Linked DNA regions of Mus musculus: regions 2 and 3 are each linked to region 1. The links are chromatin contacts, called in public HiChIP or PLAC-seq maps. All regions are on one chromosome and are shown on one strand. The core of a region is the stretch at or near the end of the contact, and the rest is flanking DNA. Distances in the headings are between cores, read along the strand shown. Region 1 has its middle 15 kb from the start of Gm35242. Region 2 has its middle 23 kb from the start of Col6a3. Region 3 overlaps Col6a3 (collagen, type VI, alpha 3).

Region 1 (3,738 bases), core at 532-3,031:
ACTGAGCTGAGATCCTGTCCCTTCTACTCAGCCTCCTTCCCTTCCTTCCAATCATAGGAGAAGGGCAAGCTTGGGCTCCTTGAGTGGGATGCCCTGCTACCACCAGGGACCACTATAAGAGATCCTCTGAAATGAGGCTGCCATTTTTTTTTTAGTCTCCTACAGCTAGTGGACCACAGGCAGACAAGCCTTGCTCTATGGATATTCTGGGCTGGCCATTTCTCTGTGGGAGGCTGCTCCCTTACAGTATAGGTGGTTCATTTGCATAATTGGCCTTATCTCTGCCTGCTTGATGACAGGATCTCCCTGCACCAGTAACTGGGACAGTCCCAATGTCCCCAGATATTACTGACTGTCCCTGGGAGGGCAAAGTCACCCTGGTTATGGAGGACTACTTTAGGTAGAAGGAAGGCTGTGGACAGATGCTCAGCTCTGCTGGAACACCCATGATGGACTCACAGAGTATCTAGGATGCTTTCTTCAGGAGTTGTGCAGGCAGGTGAGGGCCAGGCAGGATATCTCATATTCCTGCTTCCTGTGCCTTCAGATCACCTGCAAGCCCCACCCAGAACTGAAGACAGGGCTTCCTGTGAAATTCACCCAAAATACAGTATGTTTTTCTTAATCTCTTTAAAAATTTTGTGAGACTACTTAGAATTAAGGAGATCAAGAATGCTAGAATCCAACGGAAGTAATGTAGAGTTCTAGCCACGCTGGTTCCAGCTGGAAAAGACCAGCTTTCTGACCTCTGAGTTTGGTGGTCAGGTATGAAAGTGTGGGAACATGGAGCATGGGCTCTTGAGGAGGAGGAAGAAGGAGGAGGAGGAGGAGGAGGAGGAGGAGGAGGAGGAGGAGGAGGAGGAGGATAAAAGGACAGGGTAAGAGAGAGAGAAGGGAGGAAGAGGGAAAGAGTGGAGAGGAGAGAGAAGATGGGGAGAGGGAGGAGGGGAAGGAAGAGGAGGATACACTGCAGTTCAGCACAGACACAGCTAGGCTTCCAGCTCACACCCATGATCTGTCTTGGGCTGTCAGGCTTTCTGTACCTCCCTTAACACATGCTGTGTCCCCACCTCACCACAGAGGACAAGAATGTCAACAAGGAGTGGCCAGTTCCCTCATTGCTGCCTCTGTTCTATTTGTCCTCAGGACCTGGGCAGTGCTGAGCCTTGTGCCCAGCTGAGAGCAGAACTTGAGACTCTTGTAAACATCTCCTGAGGTAACAGAGGACAGCCCAAGTAAACCAGTAGGCGGGGTCCACAGAAGAAGACTCTGTGGAACCTTAGGGCCAGACCCAGGAGGGCGAGGTGGGTGGAGGAGGCAACCAAGGTGGTCTGTGGAACCAGGCCAGTGTGCTAGCTAGGGCTGCAGAAGTGACGTCATCAGGTGTCAATGGAAGGAGCCTGTTTCAGAGCCTCTCCCAGAGCAAGCACTTGAGGGAGGGTAATATAGGGTGAGGGAAACAGGGATTCATGAGTGTCTTCATACAAGTGTGCCTAACACAGGCTGTCTTACACATACACATGTACAGAGAGTCTCATACACACGCACTCTCATGAACATATAATTCTCCCCATTCATTCATATACACATGCACATTGGCTTACACACACACACACACACACACACACACACACACACACTCCGTCAGTCAGACATCTGCTTTGCCTTTACGGAGACCACAGAATACTCATGTCCCTCTGCAGTTTCCCATCTGTGAGAAGTGCCAGCTTCCAGTCACCCCCATGACTCAGGTCTCCAGAAGGAGGTGCCGTGTGGTTTGGCTCAGATCTGCCCAAATGTTGAGGCCACCTCACCCTGCCTTGAGTCACAGGCTCCTTGTTTGTTCAACCTTCAACAGGCTGGCCTTGTTTCAGGTGCTTTCTTGGGCAGCAGAAGACAGGAAGGGAGCAGGGAGCCACCAAAAGCAAAAGCAGAGGAATTCTTGACAGGTAGTGAAGAGGGAGGGTGGGGCCAGGGATACCCAGTGGGGCACCTTGTGCCCTGCCTGTGGACCTCTGCTGCCCTCTGCAGATCAGGGGAGCCCAGGCATCTTGAGTCTGGCTAACCCTTGAGGCCCCCATCGGAGGCCTGGAATACCTGACTGTAGAGGAGGGTGGGTCTCCAGGCTGGGGAGCCATTGCTACTGACAGATTTCGGTAGGATGGGTGTCATGTCCTTTACAGAAAATACGACCACACCAGATCCTCATGCATGAGCACTGCTGAGTAGACCAAGTAGAAAAGCATCACTGGAGATGGTATGGTGTGTGTGTGTGTGTGTGTGTGTAAGACCCCATGCTAATCCATGTGTGGAAACCAGACATTAGCACTGAGGTCGTCTTCTATCACTCTCTGCCTTACTTTTTGAGACTGTGTCTTTCAGTGGCCCTGGACCTCACTGACTGGCTAGATGAGCTGCTGGTGAGACCCCAGCACCCTCCTGTCTCCTTTCTGTCTGTGGAATTACTGGGTGGTCCCTGAGTCTGGCTGAGGCGCATGCTTGCGTGGGGTGTCTTCCTAACCCCGGCTTATAGAAGGCATTTTTAAAGGTAACTTGACACCTGGACAGGTAAATGTCTGGGAGAAAGGGAGATTGCTAGTGATGGTGTGTGTGTGTGTGTGTGTGTGTGTGTGTGTGTGTGTGTGTGTGTGTGTGTGATATCTGAACAGAAGGAAGCAAGTGCATTGGGGATATGTGGACAGAGTAGTCTAAGTACGCAAAGGTGCAGAGAGTGGAGGGCTCATTACATCCTCTGGTCCCAGGAACCCTGGTCTCTGATTTCAGCTTGGGCAGGCTCAGGCCTGTCAAGGAACGGGGATCCCAGCAGCTTCTGGATCAGCCTTTGTCTCCAGGCAGAGGACCAGACCAAGCTCAGACAGAGGACTACTTCTCCTTCATAACAGCAGTGGTAAATAGGAAGGCCAAATGCTGCTGGTTCTTTGAAAATTATCCCCAAACTAACTTTACCACCGTGTAAGTTACTTTTCTCATGACTGTAACCAAACAAGCCCCTCCACTCCACAGAGAGAGACTGAAGGGAGGAGTGGTTTATTCGGCTCACAGTTTAAGATGGGACATGGCTAAGTCACCATGGGAAAGCATAGCAGCAGAATCCTGTGGTGGCCCGTCACACTACAGTCACGTGGATTGTGAGGTGGCCGGTCACACCCCGCTCACATCCAAGGCAGTGCGGCGAATGCAGGGGCTCAGGCCACCTCTTGTTATTCAGTCCCAGGCCCCGCCCCAGAGGATGGTGCTGCCCACATCCACAGTGGGCCTTCCCTCTCAGACCTTTATGGAAACTTCCTCACAGAGCTGTCTAGAGGTGTCTCCTGGATGCCTGATAGTATCAACCGTCCCAGGCCTAAGGAGACGCCGAGAAGATCATTAGCGTTCATCAGTCACCTGAGTTTGTTAATGAATCCCTCTCTTGCTCTAGCGATGATCTGGAGGGTATTTTCAGAAGTACGTTCTAGACAAAGAAAGCCCTGAAGGAATCAGGGGAGGGGAAATGAAAGGAAGAAAGAGATGGCGTATTCCAGAAGAAATGAAGAAAACTCTCGTGAGCACCTGCTGGAGGCTACATTTGGCTCTGAGCTCTTTATGGCTCTGGAAAAGTAGCAGAAACAACACCTGTGAGGCAGATGGGACCTACCAGACACAGTCCGGACACAGAGACCTGAGGGATTTCTCGTGGTGTGGAAAAGGGACTCCTCCCTGAGAACATTAGTTGGTGCT
Region 2 (3,738 bases), core at 722-3,221, 230 kb before region 1:
TGTTTTACAGCCTGGCCTGAACAACCCTGAAAGTGTTGGCAGGAGATACTTCCACAGTGTCAGCTGATGGGGCCCTCTGCCTCTGTTTGACATAGAGATGGAGATTGGAATGTGGGTGTGGGAGGTGTGCACCCCACCTCTAAGGGGCACCTTGGAAATTGTCATGCTCCGAGAGGCTCTGAGAGTCAGTGTCACATGCCATTTCTTCTGGATGCCAAAGGCAGAGGGTATGAAGAAGCAATGGTTTCCTGAGGGTGGCTAGTACCACCTCATGGTATGACAATGGGCTCAGTTGCCCTCAGGGAACTTGGATATGAATCCTGTGATTATGGGGAAAAGCAGTCCACCCTTTGTCCTGCTCCATCTTAGCCAGCAAAGACGACATCCTGTAGGTCCTAGAGGACTGAGGTATAACCATTTGGAGGATTCTAGAAGTTGCAGACTCTTGTTTTGTGAAGTCCTGTCTGATAAGCAGCTCAAGGCTAACTACCTGCTCATCGCTGTCTTGAAGAATGAGTGGCACCTTTAGACACCTTTGTGGGTCCACCCACTTTACTGTGGTACCATATTCAGTCTGTCTGTGGAGCACCCTTTCAGGCAAGTGCTACTATCAAGCTTATGCTACAGAACACTGCAACCTGGGAAGGTGGAGACCTTGGCCAGACAACGTATGCATCTGGGATTTGGTTCAGACCTCTGGCCCACTTTATCTTAGGTCTGGAAACAGAGCTAGTAGCAGGTTCTCTTGCCAATGACTGACCCAGTGGGAGGCAATGGTAAGGAGGGTGAGCCACAGGAGAGGGTAGAGAGTGTGGAAGGGGTTCACATTGGGTGCAGCCCAGAAGCTCTAGAGCACACAGTAAGATGCTCTGCACCCCACTTCTGCCAGCCTTTGGTGCTGGGCTCTTTTCTGGGGCCATGTGTCCATTGCTCAATTACTGACTTCTGAGACAGGGGATAAGATGGGCTTTCCTATCCGTTGTTGAAGCTTCTGAGAGATGGGTTCTCTTAGCCTGAAAGAGGAACGTGGGGGTAGTAGGAGATAGTGGTGTGGTTGCACAAACTCTTGGTCTTAAATTAACCACAGTGAAGAGCTGTAACATGTGCCAGACTCAATAGCTCTAAGCTTAGTGAGAATGGTCCTTCAAGTGAGATTCTTCTGGACTGGTACCCATGAGTGAGTACAGTTGGTGGGCATCTCTGTACAGGGTACTAGGAGGGATTCATCTTCTTGGGAGAGTGAAGGTGACAGCAGGTATAGAGGCTGTCCTAAGAGTCTGAAAGGCTTTCCCCACACACTGAGAACCACATGTGTTTCATTGGGATTTGTATCTTTCATTCCTGTCAGGGTCTAGTATGTGGGAGGAAGGAATGGCTTGGTTATATGAATGAATGAAGAAATGATACAACCAGGCTAATGGCCTGGCAATCCCACCACGGGAAAGACAGGCCTTCTTACGTGATCCATTTCAGTGTCTCCAGGAAATGAGCTGCAGTCTACCCACCATCTCTCAAAATCCTGGCAGCAGATTTGACACATGCCTTGTGTACCTTCCAAGTACTAGCTAAAGATGCAAGCTGTGCAGGTGAGAAGTGGTGGGGTAATTTTGAGGTCCCCAGTGACCCTGCCCATGTCTGGAGAGGTGAGTTGAGGAAACGCTGAGGTGAGGAGGAGGCTCACCCATGGTGACACTTGCTGTTTACAGCTTCTTGGCCATCCGTAACTGAAACCAATGGAAAAAGCCCTTCACCGGTGCTTATAAACCATGAATCAGTGACTGCTCTCACTAACGCCTTTACTGAGTATCTCATTTACTGTGCCTGAGGGAGGGCTGAGGTGGCAGGTGGAACAGAACACTCTTGTGCCAGTTCCTATGAATGGCCGTTGGGCACGCCTCACTGCCCCCCCCCCCCCCAGTCTGTGGCCACAGTAGGAGGGTGGGATGTGTGAGCCTGGCTCTCCTCAGTTACTCATTGCTATGTCATCCACCCACACAGCTACTGATGGTCCTCTCTCCAGAACCATTTATGCCTGTCACCATTCCTTTCTGTGGGCGCTCACCTCTGCAGTTCTGTTTATTATCTGGGGTTGACATGGCTGTCATGTCTCGTGGCTATCATGTCCTATTTAGGAGCAAGGTCTCATCACAGTACATAGAGAGACTTCACCTGGGAGCACCACATGGACATGACATTGCCCTGGCAAGAGGCACTTGCATTGTCCAAGGTGCCAACAAGGCAACTGTGGAAACCCTTCTAGGCTAAAAACAGCACAAGTGGCTCTGGCATCCCAAAGCTCTGTATAAGTTGTGTCTGCTAGAGCACTCTATGGTGTTTAAAACATTTCTACTTACTCCTCTTTATTGGTCTTCATGGTAACCCTGTGAAACCAGCATATTGGTGTTATTCTCATTTGGCCATAAAGGGAACTCAGGAGTAGGTGGCCGGTGTCATATCTGAGCCCTCTCCTAGGCATGCATGTGCCCCCTCCTGGGCATGCATGTGCCCTCTCTTGGGCATGCATGTGTCTGTCTTGCAGCTCCTCCATGCTTCTCCACTGCTAGGTGATGCACATGACATGTGTCCTCTCATTTCTCTGACCTATCCCATCTCACTGTATTCTCTTTCCCTGCCTTCTAGTACTATGTGACCATGCATTTGTTTGTCCCTTATCAGACAAAGGATTTTCCTTCTCAGACAATGAGTACAGATGGTATCTTACACTGTATAACCTTTCGTTCCTGGCTTCTATCACTCAGCATGAGGTTTTCAGGGGAGGTTGGGGAAGAAAGGGTTTATTTTGCTTACATGTTCACATCATAGTTCATCATTGAAGCAAGTGAGGGCAGCAACTAAGGCAGGAAGCTGGAGGCAGGAACTGAAGCAGTAGTCATGGAGGAGCGCTGCTTGCTGGCTTGCTCGGCATGAGGTTTTCAAAATCCACCCAAGTCATAGGATTCTCTTTCTTATAGATGGTTACTATCATATAACTGTCATATTTTGTTTATGCGCTTATCACTAAAAATTTTTATATTGTAATGTGTGTGGTGTCTTCAATAGAGTTAAATGTCAACTTGCCATAGCCTAGGATCACCTGAAAAAGGAATCTCAAGCCAATAATTGATTGTCTTTATCAAGTTGTCTGCGTAGGATTGTTTTGATTATTAATTGATGTGAAGAGGGCAGTCCACTGTGGGCAGCACCATTCCCTAGAGAGATGATCTTTGGCTAGGTTTGGGATGGTAAGTGTTCCTCTATAGTTCCTCCTTCAGGCTTCTGCCTTGAGTTCCTGCCCTGACTTCCCTTACAGATAGGCTGTGCGCCAGAAGGATAAACCCGTTCCTCCCCTAAGTTGCTTTTGGTCAATGTTTTACCACAGCAACAGGGATGTAAGTAGGATACTTTGTACAGACATTTTCCATGGCACATGTGTGGAGGCTAGAGGACAACCTGAGGGAGTTGATTCTCTCCACCATGTGAGTTCCTGAGACTGAACCCAGGTTGTTAGCATTGATCACAATCACCTTTACTGGCTGAGCTGTGTTGCTGGACCTTCACTCACTGTCTGGTGGACATTTATGTTGCTTCCACCTTTTGGCTGTTAGTGATACTACTGTTATGAACATTGGTGTACAAGCTGCTGGACACACACACATTCTATGTGCATGTCTCTTGGGTGTGTAGGAATGGGATTGCTGAAATGTGGTTAACTCGCTTAGTTGGTTAAAGAAACACTAG
Region 3 (3,738 bases), core at 532-3,031, 200 kb before region 1:
ACTGCAATTTGAGATTTCATTCCACAATGGGGAGGGGGGAGGCCAAGGGAGGCTCTGGCCGCGGCCCCAGTTTAAGTGGGACAGTGAGGTGTTAATGGAGGCTTCAGAACTCTATAGGAGAGCTGCCTGGCTTCTTAAAGCGTTGCCTGGAGACAAATGAAATGAAAGACTTCAAAATGGGAGCTCTGGATGCACTTAAGTCTTTGTTTCAAAATTATTTCCTCATGTGTGTGTGTGTGTGTGTCTTAGAAAAAAAGATTTCCTAACATGGAAAATGGAAATGCTTTTGAGGAGGCTTAATGAAAACTAATTTCACAGAATTGCAAAATGGCCTGGGAAAGTCTGTGCGATACACTTATGATTGCAAGCTGAAGACTGTGTAGGGCAACCTTGATGAGAAGGAGTCTCTTGGGACCTCAAGTGGGTAGCAACCACATGGGAAAAGACACTTCAACTTTGTGAAAAAGAGACAGAGAAGTGGCGCACTTAGACATGCTAACCAGAAAGGGGAGGATACAGTTAATATTGTACTTGGGTTTTTTGAGTCTGTCGCCTTGAGGGCACAGAGTCTCTGACAAAGGACAGCCCACCCCACCCAGCACAAGGGTCCCAGGCAGCCAAGTCTGACTTTTATGTTTTCATATGGGGAAGAAAAGAACCAGACATTCACCAACACCAAGGACATTTGTTCTTCCTTGCACCATGACTCTGGGAGTGTCCTGCCTAGCTTGTACTGTTTCCTGGGCTTCATTCCTTCCTTGGAGCTGTGGACTTGAGTTTGGATGCTGACCCTATCTTGTTTTATCTATGTGGCTTCTGCAAACCACCTTCCCTCATCCTGTTTTAGTTTTCCTGCTTTAAAGTGGTGGGAGCGGTGCACAGCCACTGGATGCAGGGAAGGAGGTGGGAAATCCTGCCTCTAAGATAGAAACCCAGTGGCTGATTTCTTCTGCCTGGTGGTTACTTCTCTCTCTTCCCTGAGAGTAATGAGACTGGCAGTGGGAGAAGAGAGGGTGTGGCTACCTTTGTCCCCCCTCATTAAAAAGAGCTATCCAGGGCACTGTCTGGGAGCTGATGCTTGACACCTTTAGATTAGTGCAATCTCGATAAAAGCTCCCCTTCCTGCAAGTGCTTCTTGCGCTCATCACCGAGAGGATGCAGTCCAATGATGTAAGGGGCTCCTACTCCTTGGGTGAATATGTATTAATGACTCCATTTACCCTTAACTCTACTGTGTGGCTCATTACATCCTAGAGCTTAGATTTCCTGACAGCAAACCGTGGAGACAATTTCTTTTCAGTTTCACACCTGGGGATCCAGCAGCTTTGTTGGATCTCAAGGACACCTCAACCCAGGGCATCAGCTCCTGCCCTGCTTCTCAGAGGTGAAGGGGCTTCTCCCATCCTCCCCTCTCCCTCAACATCTGGATGGAGTCTGGGGAAAAAAAAGCTTCTATTTGGGCTGTGTCTCTTTTGTCTCTTGGAGCCATCAGGTACCTAGGGAGCTGCTCTTCCGAGATGAATGCTCAGGCCACTCATATAACACGAGTGCCATTTCCTTAGAGAAACTCAATTAGCTGGTGGCTTCAAACATCTTCACAGAGCCATGGCATCACCGCTTAGGGACCATGGAAGGCTAGGAAGGAGCTTTAGGGGTTGCTCCAGCGTGACTCACTATGTGACTAACACATGGTAGGATTAGTGTATTCAAAGGAGTCCCCTGTGTGAGGGGCAGGGATCGTTAGCAAAACGACTCCATATGACTCACCCACAGTGAGCTTTCTGTCCATGTGGCTTGCAGAGTATTTCCTGTCCTTAATGTAGACTCAACAGTGGTCAGACAGCCCTTACCTCAGGCCCCACCTATCCCCTTTCATAGATCCCACGACTATTGCCTCATAGCGAGGTGCTAGAATATTCTTGTATCCTAATTCTCCCACAAGATGCTCCTCGAAAGATGAGACAGTGGCTCAGCTAGTGAAGTCCTTGCCTTGCAAGCTTGGGGACAGAGTTGTATCCAAGACCCACATAAAAAGCCAGGTGTGGCCGTGCACACCTGTTGTCCTGTCTCTGGGAGGCAGAGGCAGGATTCCTGGAGGCTTGTAGGTCAGCCTAGTCCAACCGGTGAATGCTGGGTTCACTGGAAGAGATTTTGTCTCTAATCATGAGGTGGAAACCAGTTGAGGAAAACACATAACACTGACCTCTGTCCTCTCCACACATGCACACATATTCACACATATGCACATGCACACACATGCACACATACGCACCCACTCACACATACATACACAATGTTACTTAAAGCCTCACATTTCCTGAATGAATTAAATATTTGAAATCATTGAACTAGAATGCTAGAAGACCTGCATGCACATCTTTTGATTGAAGTTGTGATACATAAGACTAATGGAATATTGTGGCAGGCTGTGGCATAGCTGGGTTTAGAGTCACAAAAGAATGCACTCTGTCCCTGGGGCATAGCTCTTTCAGAGATGTAGTTTGGTGCACAATGGTGGTAAACATTCAGAGTTTTCACATATGTTGACCTGTCATTAAAATACAGCTCTAGACTAATTACAAAGCCATTAGGGACTCTGGAGGAACAGACTGTGTGTCTGGAGAGGACCCAGAAAGATGCAGGTTCTCCATCAAATATCTGAAAACCCAACCAAAGTAGAATGTCCTGAGTTCACATCATCAGTTAATTTAACACACACAAACACCCCCTCCCCCACAGAGAGAGAGAGGGGAGGGGAGAGAGGGGGAGAGGGGGAGAGGGAGAGAGGAAGAGGCAGACATCTTTTTTTTTTTTTTTTTTTTTTTTTTTTTTTTTTTTTTTTTTTTTGGTTTTTCAAGACAGAGTTTCTCTGTATAGCCCTGGCTGTCTTGGAACTCACCCTGTAGACCAGGCTGGCCTCGAACTCAGAAATCCGCCTGCCTCTGCCTCCCAAGTGCTGGTATTAAAGGCGTGCGCCACCTTAGAAAGGTGTCTAGGGTGGAACATGGGGTGGGCAGTGTTCTATAGAGTGAATGGGGTGGAGCTGGGGTAGTGACAGGGTGAGAGGGTGACCAGCCCATCAGCAGTGGCTTGCATACTGGCTGTGGGCAGAGTCCTAGCACCACCACTTAGGTTACATCAAGACATGGGCACACTGTGGAGTCAGAGCGCTGAACACCACAGACTGCTTTTCAGAGCTGTGCGTTTCTGAGTCTAAGAGGCAATGAACATGCCAAGCCAGGAAAATGGGACCGGGTGTTTGTACTGTTGCCACAATCTGACTACACTGAGGAAACAAATGTGCTGAGAGCTTGCCTGATGTTCTGGGGCCGTGCCTCCTTTCCGCTGCCGACACGTTGGCCGGGGTAGTTGTATTGACAGGTGGTTCAGTCCCCGAAGGCTTGGAATCTGAGCTACAAGCAGGTTCTGAGTCACAGGTGATGCTCATGGTTAACTTCCCTGGGATCCAACCCATGGTGGGTCTGAAAATTGAGTCTCTTGATTACGGTCTCATCTTTGGGCATGCCATACCTCAGTCAGTGCTGTGTCCCATTCTTTGAGGCTGGGCTTGGCCTCAGGAAGGAGACTTAATGGCAAATCTGTGGATGAGCTGCAAGTTTCTATGCACTTTTCTCTATCATCAGGTGGCAGCCTCAGAAATATTCTTCTCTCCTAACCCCTGCCCCTCCCATTTTGCCAAGTGTCCTGCCTTCTCCTCACTCACAGCAAAGCTCTGCC

Evidence for each region. HiChIP or PLAC-seq counts read pairs in DNA pulled down with a chosen protein or histone mark.
Region 2: a contact with region 1 is called in an HNF4G HiChIP or PLAC-seq map of pancreatic cancer cells. The contact joins two enhancer-like sites. A contact is called at or near these places in 1 of 15 datasets of contacts at CTCF or cohesin (the NIH/3T3 cell line), 8 of 484 Hi-C or Micro-C datasets (the C2C12 cell line, the CH12 cell line, embryonic fibroblasts and 3 more) and 2 of 115 datasets of contacts at active chromatin or transcription factors (embryonic stem cells and pancreatic cancer cells).
Region 3: a CTCF HiChIP or PLAC-seq map of the NIH/3T3 cell line shows a contact between it and region 1, with 17 read pairs. The contact joins two enhancer-like sites. A contact is called at or near these places in 11 of 39 promoter capture datasets (cranial neural crest, embryonic stem cells, frontonasal cranial neural crest and 5 more), 2 of 15 datasets of contacts at CTCF or cohesin (the NIH/3T3 cell line and stem cell-derived epiblast-like cells), 84 of 484 Hi-C or Micro-C datasets (the AML12 cell line, B cells, the BV-2 cell line and 52 more), 14 of 115 datasets of contacts at active chromatin or transcription factors (craniofacial prominence, embryonic basal ganglia, embryonic fibroblasts and 11 more) and 4 of 9 other capture datasets (adipose tissue, embryonic stem cells, liver and 1 more).

Annotation. Positions count from the first base shown.
Region 1 is chr1:90,631,899-90,635,636 of GRCm38.p6, reverse strand. No RefSeq gene overlaps it. Among named protein-coding and RNA genes, the nearest start is that of Gm35242, 15 kb to the left of the region's middle. Within about 2 kb of position 1,781, at least 38 of the 459 cell types and tissues checked have an H3K27ac peak or open chromatin away from gene starts, as enhancers often do. A contact at or near this core is called in the C3H10T1/2 cell line, the NIH/3T3 cell line, embryonic fibroblasts and 1 more, where this site is marked.
Region 2 is chr1:90,865,109-90,868,846 of GRCm38.p6, reverse strand. No RefSeq gene overlaps it. Among named protein-coding and RNA genes, the nearest start is that of Col6a3, 23 kb to the right of the region's middle. Within about 2 kb of position 1,971, at least 17 of the 459 cell types and tissues checked have an H3K27ac peak or open chromatin away from gene starts, as enhancers often do. A contact at or near this core is called in pancreatic cancer cells, where this site is marked.
Region 3 is chr1:90,832,979-90,836,716 of GRCm38.p6, reverse strand. All of the region lies in intron 1 of Col6a3 (collagen, type VI, alpha 3), which reads left to right. Among named protein-coding and RNA genes, the nearest start is that of Col6a3, 9.1 kb to the left of the region's middle. Within about 2 kb of position 1,781, at least 58 of the 459 cell types and tissues checked have an H3K27ac peak or open chromatin away from gene starts, as enhancers often do. A contact at or near this core is called in the C3H10T1/2 cell line, the NIH/3T3 cell line, embryonic fibroblasts and 1 more, where this site is marked.